Linked DNA regions of Mus musculus: region 2 is linked to region 1. Evidence: chromatin contacts called from public HiChIP or PLAC-seq data. All regions are on one chromosome and are shown on one strand. The core of a region is the stretch at or near the end of the contact, and the rest is flanking DNA. Distances in the headings are between cores, read along the strand shown. Region 1 has its middle 79 kb from the start of Perp. Region 2 has its middle 20 kb from the start of Gm20139.

Region 1 (3,526 bases), core at 945-3,444:
TGACAACTCATTCTGAGGTATCATCTAAAGAGTGAAACAGGTAGGGAAGTTAGGAGCCAGTTGTGAAATCTATAGCCAAATTTGCCTCAGTAACACACTTCTTCTTTCCTTTTTATTGATTTGGTGCATTATGCTACTTAATAATGCTATTTAAAGAAAAAATTCTTTTCAGGGTTCAGAGAGATGAGTATTATTTTCTCTATGTGTCCAATGCTGTCTCCCTACTCTGTTCTCTCCAGTCAAGGAAGAGCACTAACCATTGTATCTTTGTATCTCACAGATGTCTTCAGAGACAACAATCCAGTACTTGTGAGGTCCTGATCTCTCTCTCTCTCTCTCTCTCTCTCTCTCTCTCTCTCTCTCTCTCTCTCTCTCTCTGTGTGTGTGTGTGTGTGTGTGTGTGTGTGTGTGTGTGTGTGTGTGTGTGTGTGATATAGAGAGAGATGAGAGACAGAGAGTCAGAAAAAAAGAGGAGAGACAGAGACAGACAAAGACATATATAGAAAGAGACAGTTTAAGGAGGGATTGAAAAAGGAAGATGAATAGTACCGCTCCACCCCATTAAAGTTTATCTCTCTTACATGAACCTCACATATAGTAGTTGATGACATAGTTTATATGCATCACAGAAATTTGGTCCAATGAAAATAATGATAAATACAATGGGACAGGTGAATAGAAAAAAAATATCTAGAGAAATTTCTATATTTCTCACTTTGGCAACTAAATTGAAACTCTGCTGGTCTCTAACTTTTGTATTTAGAGTTCCCATGATACAGTTAAATGGTGATATTTTGAAGGAAGCTAGTTTTGGGTCAAAAGGGCAGGAGGTCAGAGCTCTTTGAGAAAAGGTAAACTTATAATGAAAGCTACATTTATAACTAAGGATTAGTCTGCCTAGGTAGAATACAGTGTAGAGAAAAGAACAAAAAGAGGCCCCTAGCAACAATAAACCACAAAAGAACAGGCCGACAGCATGAAAACCAGAGACACCACCAGCTAAGTACCCAATACAAGATGATTCCTTAGAAGGCAGCCATCATTATATGACTCAAATACAAAAGTCAAAACAGAATTCATCCAGCCAATGGGCTCCTTCATTCAACAGTCACTGAAACTTCTAACACTTGCAACAGAATATTGGGGATGTTGGAGACTTGGTAAATAGGAAACCACCTTGTCACTGAATATATTTTCCTGGGTAAGAAAAAAGAAAAGAAATTTGTCAGTTATGCTATAAAATATATTAAGTACAGGTGTTTTGAGCTGAAGGAAGTGTGTCTGAGACCTGAGTACAGAATTTTTAGTGAAGAATAAACTATAAGATTGCAAAATACACATTTAAGGAGATTGGCTCTGAATCCTAGGCTAAAAACTTCAGGTGGACACAGAATTCGATGAGGTACCTCTTTTAAAGACTAAAGAAAGAAATCAATTGCATTGGTTCAGGGAAGCAAGATTGGTGATCAACAAAAAAAAATTCACTTTTTGCAAGTTTTCCAGCAGGATAAGGACAGAGAGAATGGAGTGCTAGACTGGGGGTGGGAAATGAAATCCAAAGTTCTTCTGGACTAACTACCTCAGGTTTCTTGTCATAAAGAAGCACAAGATGGTCAGACAGGCAGATGGATGGATGGATGGATGGATGGATGGATGGGCAGATGGATGGATGGGTAGATGAATGGATGGATGGATGGATGGATGGATGGATGGGCAGAAGGATGGATGGATGGATGGATGGATGGATGGATGGATGGATGGATGGATGGGCAGAAGGATGGATGGATGGATGGATGGATGGATGGATGGTAAATGGGTGAATAGGTGGGTAGGTGGAAGTGTGAATGGGTTAAGTGGGTATAGGTGCAGATAATCTTTAGATTCAGAATTATGGATTTTTAAGTTTTAAAATCATCTCTTAGTAAATATATTTATTAATTTATGTTTCCCTCCATTCATACAAACAAACAGTGAGTAAAGGGATTCCCTTGAATGAGCAACCTCAGAGGCCTTTCAAAGAATCTGGTAGGCTTTGCTGGAAATATTTTAATCAGCAGTCTGATGCTTGAGAAATGGGTTTGTGGGGCTCTGCTGGGAAGTTCTTGATTGCCTGAGCCACAAGTTCCCAGGGGGAGAAGCATTCTCACCTCAGCTAGTGATCTGTGAAAGGTCACCTCAGCCTGAGGAAGCAAGACATCCTTTTTCTCCCCACATGCTTCCTTTGTAACACCAGCAAGCACTCAACCTACTACCCAGGCTGCTTCATCAAAACCTGTCCTTTGAAGGTCACCAGTGACATCTTTACTGTTAATTCAAATGGCCTTTCCTTCTAACATACTCTTACCTTCCCAATTGCCTGTTGTTTAGCAACATCATTTCAGGAACAGTTGACACAATTGACCCTGACTCCCCTTGGATTCCATGACACTGCTTGATTATGGTTTCTCTCGTGTTTGTGAGTAAAGGGTAGTCCCTAGAGAGTGGAAAAACTAAATTGACAGCATCACTCAGTAAAGGATGAGTTACTGTTGAGATGGCAGTTCCCCTAGTGGCCATCGGGCCTGGAAAATCTGAGCACCTGTTCTACTAAACTCCACCCACCACCTCCCCCAGCCCATCTCTATCACCTGTCTTTAATTCCTGGAAGTGTGCCCACTACATGCTTCATTTATTTCTTCTGGCTCCTGGGATCGGCCCTCTGATATCCCCATGGCTCACTCTTTTACCTTTGTATTGTCTGTTTGTATTACATTATTTTAGAGTATTCAAATCTACTATAAAAGATGAGAAAATAACAGGGTGGATGAATATCCTAAAACATGTCAAATGGAGGAAGTATGCCATAAGACATTTTAAAGGAAGAGTACACAAGATGTATGAGTTAAGAAACAGAACAAACTATGTTTGTTATCGAAAGGCTGGGGGGCAGGGGGCTCAGCAGGTAAAGTGTCTGCTGCATAAACGTGAGGAACCTGAGTTCAGATCCCCAATATCCAGATAAAAAGCCAGGTGTGAGGTCTGTAACCTCAGCTTTGTGTGGAGAAAAATAGGTGATGCCACAGGCTTGCTGGCCAAGCAGTCTAGCCATATCAGAGCTCCAGGATCAGTGACAAACCCTGCCTCAAAGAACAAATGGGAGAGTCATAGAGGAAGATGCTCAGCATCAATTTCTGGTCTCCACATGTACAGGTGAGCAGATTTGCACACATTCGTGCACACATGTACTATAAAGCAGTGGTCCTCAACCTTCCTAATGCTGCAACCTTTTAATACAGTTCTTCATGTTATGGTGACCTCAAACCATGAAATGATTTCATTGCTACAGTTTAACTGTAATTTTGCTACTGCTATGTATTGTAATGTAACTGCCTGATATGTACGATATCTAATATGCAACCCCCATAGGTTGAGAACAACTACAGAAAAATTGGGTTTAACCATATATATGATATATACATATATATGTGTGTGTGTATGTGAGTATTAAACATATCATATGTACATGTATATCAAACATATCATATAT
Region 2 (3,238 bases), core at 1-2,500, 200 kb before region 1:
TCTCTTCACACACACACACACACACACACACACACACACACACACACACACACATATGGAAAAGTGCTCTCTTGACCCTCAGATGGTCTGGCATATATTGGGTAAGGTAAACAAAAGTCAGATGTGTAAAGTCATCCACTATCAGTAGCGGTGATCCTATTGATTTTATTTTACCCTTTCTGAATCACAGTGCTCTATCATCTTTCGCCTTTCTAAAGTCCACGTGCTGGCCATGTAACCACTGAATCTTGACAGCATGGAGGAAAACTTTACCCTAATTTGGTTAGGTGTTTGTCAGGGACAGCACGCCAAGACCTGTGTGGTTTAGGATGGCGTTCTCATCGTCAAATTGCCTGACACCAGTGCCATTATGGTGTGTGGCATTACAGCCTCACAGTGAGTCCTGGAATAATTCTGGAACGTGAGAGCCCTACAGTCAGATCTTTTCCCTTCAGCTCAGGTAAGGAAGCGTCTGCTGCCTCTGGCACTGGAAGGCAGCATATAGGAGGCAACACTACCCCCAGGCTTACCACCTATGGATGTGTCAAAAGGCACAATGCGGTTGACAATGCCTGGCAGTGTGGGGATATGAGGGACAGCATCATCTACAAAGCATCTGGTTGGTTGTCTCATAAGGTCACTGATTCTATGCAAGAGAGCTCTATGTCATTGTCTTATGTTCTCCCAAAGGCTCCAGATACCTGCAAGTACCATCTCAACAACTGGAGATTTGACACCTGAATTTGGACAGGAGGGGAGAAGTCCACTCTTAGTAAACAACTTGGATCAACCAACAGGCAGAGATGCATGAGTGAGCATAGTCAGCCCTGTATCCCTGTGGTCACGTGGTTCCACAAAGTTGCCATGACAACTTTTATCAAGCTTGGTGCCACTAAAAAGAGAGATGGTGCATTTTAGAGTCTCTGGGGGTCTAAATAAGTTTTCCTTAACATTTTAAGTTCCTAACAAGTCATTTTTTTTAAAGGAGCTAACAGCAACAGGCATTTATCTCTACCACAGAAAGTAGTAAGTTATACAGGTCAGAGTTCAACACAATTCGGTATGTTTCTCCTAAGAGAAGCAGTTTATGGTCTCTGTGAAACAATTGTAATCACAACGCAGCTTCCACAGGGCTGAATCTGGGATTCATCTGGCAGAGTAGAGCTGAGCTTTGAGGTCCAGGAACTGCCAAAGGCAATGACGCACATTCAAAGAGAGGAAGCTGTTGTCTAACCAGAGCACATCCTCCTGGCATGCACAGCCGCTCTCCTCCCACTCCCACTCCCACTTTCATATTCTTGGTGCTTGGCTCACAACAGAGCCGTAGAAATGGCAGTGATGATGACAGATATTCTAGAGCATCAGATAAAAGTAGCATTTCCGAATCAGAGTTCTGATGTGGAGGCAGGTGCTCATAGACAGCTCCTGGTCTGGCGAAGAAAGACAGAAGTTAGGCCTCTTCTGCAGAACGAGTACCGAACCGGTGCAGCAGAGGCTACCGAGGAGCTGTAGGGTCTTTCTTTACCACTGATGGTCACAGTCACCAGCTCCTGAGGACTTCTTAGGAAAGTGAGTCCAGCACATATATTCCACATGGAGAACAAGCCAGCTACCTAATTCCAGGGTGACTGTGTGTGTGTGTGTGTGTGTGTGTGTGTGTGTGTGTGTAGGCTTATCTTATATTGTCATGTACTTGATAGGAAACCATTGGCCAGGTTAACAGCAATTAAGATGCATTTTAAAGATAATTGGCTGTTTGAATGGTGCAATGCCCATCGCTTCGCACTGTGAACGTCTGGAGGAATCTGTGTGAGCTGTGCCTGTTGTTGATCAGGTAGTGAAATATCATTGGACCCAGCCTTTTCAAAAGCTCCTATGAGGGAGGCACACTGCTGGTCTCTTAAAGAAAAAGGGGAATATTTCCAGTTCAGACTGCTTAGTGCCTTCCCAGTGAGATTATATTGAAATCTGTGCTTATCCCAGTCGTCCAAACTTGATGGAAGTTCAGACTGTTTGAGAGCATTATTTGTTTTCTGAAAGTGTACATTTCAGAATTTCTCTCTCTCTCTCTCTCTCTCTCTCTCTCTCTCTCTCTCTCTCTCTCTCTCTCCTTCCGTTATCTCAGTTTTAGTATTAGAAGGTAATTAAAAAGTTTGAAAAAATTAAAACAGTAAAAATGTTTTTCTTTTTCCTTTCTTATTCTTTTTGCTTGCTTTCTTGTTTGCTTGTTTTAATAAGGAAAAAAAAATAGAAGCCAGGTTCTACAGAAGTGAGCTAATGGTTATTCATGGCAAACTTTCTAAACTTATTCTTAAGCAAACATCTTGGGAATAAATTTTAAATGCAGTTGTCCCTATAGCACAATATGTGGTTTCACAAACAAGCAAAATCCCTAAATAAAGTAACAGACATTCTCCTGCTAGTTCGAAGTGAATACCGTATTCAGAAGAGAAACATACATAAAAATACTGTACTATTCAAACTCGCAAGGCAACAAACCTCTGTGCTAGAGGTTGTCTTAGCAGTAAGCAAGCTACCATCTTAACTCTTGTCCCCGTCTTCCAAGGGGCTCTGTCTCTGTGATAATTCCTGCTTCCAAAGTCTTCCACAGCTAAAAAGTGTAGTGTCCATGGTAGAGGAGGGGCTGCTGTAGAGGAGCCCATGTGTTCTGGGTGGATGATTGGGCCACAGAAACAAGTCATAGTTGTCGCCTCTCCACTGCACTTCATCTGCAGGGTTCATTTCATCGCTCTCAGGGCTTTACAAGTTACAGAGTTTAACACAGTTCAAAGGCAAACAGAACGCAGAGACAACCAACCCCCACAAGGCTGTCCCACAGTAATTGTCTTTGCCCATTTCAAAGTCTCTTGTAATTTTTCCCGATACTTAGCTGACTACAGATGAGAACTCAATAGGAGGCAAGGTTCATATCAAAGCATAATGTATATATACTTCCTCACCTTTGTATGTCTTCACTTTCCAAGGATACTTGTAGCACTAATTACTAGCATCAGTCCCAGTTACCTGTCGCCAGTGTTCTATAGAACTCATTATGTCTGAGACAAGAATGCAGAGAACTTGAAGCATTTGTATGCACAGCTTCAAGACCAGTACTGCGGGGGAGGTGGACACAGACTGAGGAATGGGACTCTCTCTCCCTATCCCAAGTGACAGTGATTATTCCACATGGAGGGAACCCCTGGGCCCATTTTAGTGAATGCTCTGTGTACTCTATTTG

What was found. HiChIP or PLAC-seq counts read pairs in DNA pulled down with a chosen protein or histone mark.
Region 2: a BATF HiChIP or PLAC-seq map of CD8 T cells shows a contact between it and region 1, with 5 read pairs. The contact joins two enhancer-like sites. A contact is called at or near these places in 16 of 484 Hi-C or Micro-C datasets (B cells, CD4 T cells, CD8 T cells and 11 more) and 3 of 115 datasets of contacts at active chromatin or transcription factors (CD8 T cells, Th17 cells and memory CD8 T cells).

The regions. Positions count from the first base shown.
Region 1 is chr10:18,922,304-18,925,829 of GRCm38.p6, reverse strand. No RefSeq gene overlaps it. Among named protein-coding and RNA genes, the nearest start is that of Perp, 79 kb to the right of the region's middle. Within about 2 kb of position 2,194, at least 15 of the 459 cell types and tissues checked have an H3K27ac peak or open chromatin away from gene starts, as enhancers often do. A contact at or near this core is called in CD8 T cells, Th17 cells and Th2 cells, where this site is marked.
Region 2 is chr10:19,120,398-19,123,635 of GRCm38.p6, reverse strand. No RefSeq gene overlaps it. Among named protein-coding and RNA genes, the nearest start is that of Gm20139, 20 kb to the left of the region's middle. Within about 2 kb of position 1,250, at least 75 of the 459 cell types and tissues checked have an H3K27ac peak or open chromatin away from gene starts, as enhancers often do. A contact at or near this core is called in CD8 T cells, Th17 cells and Th2 cells, where this site is marked.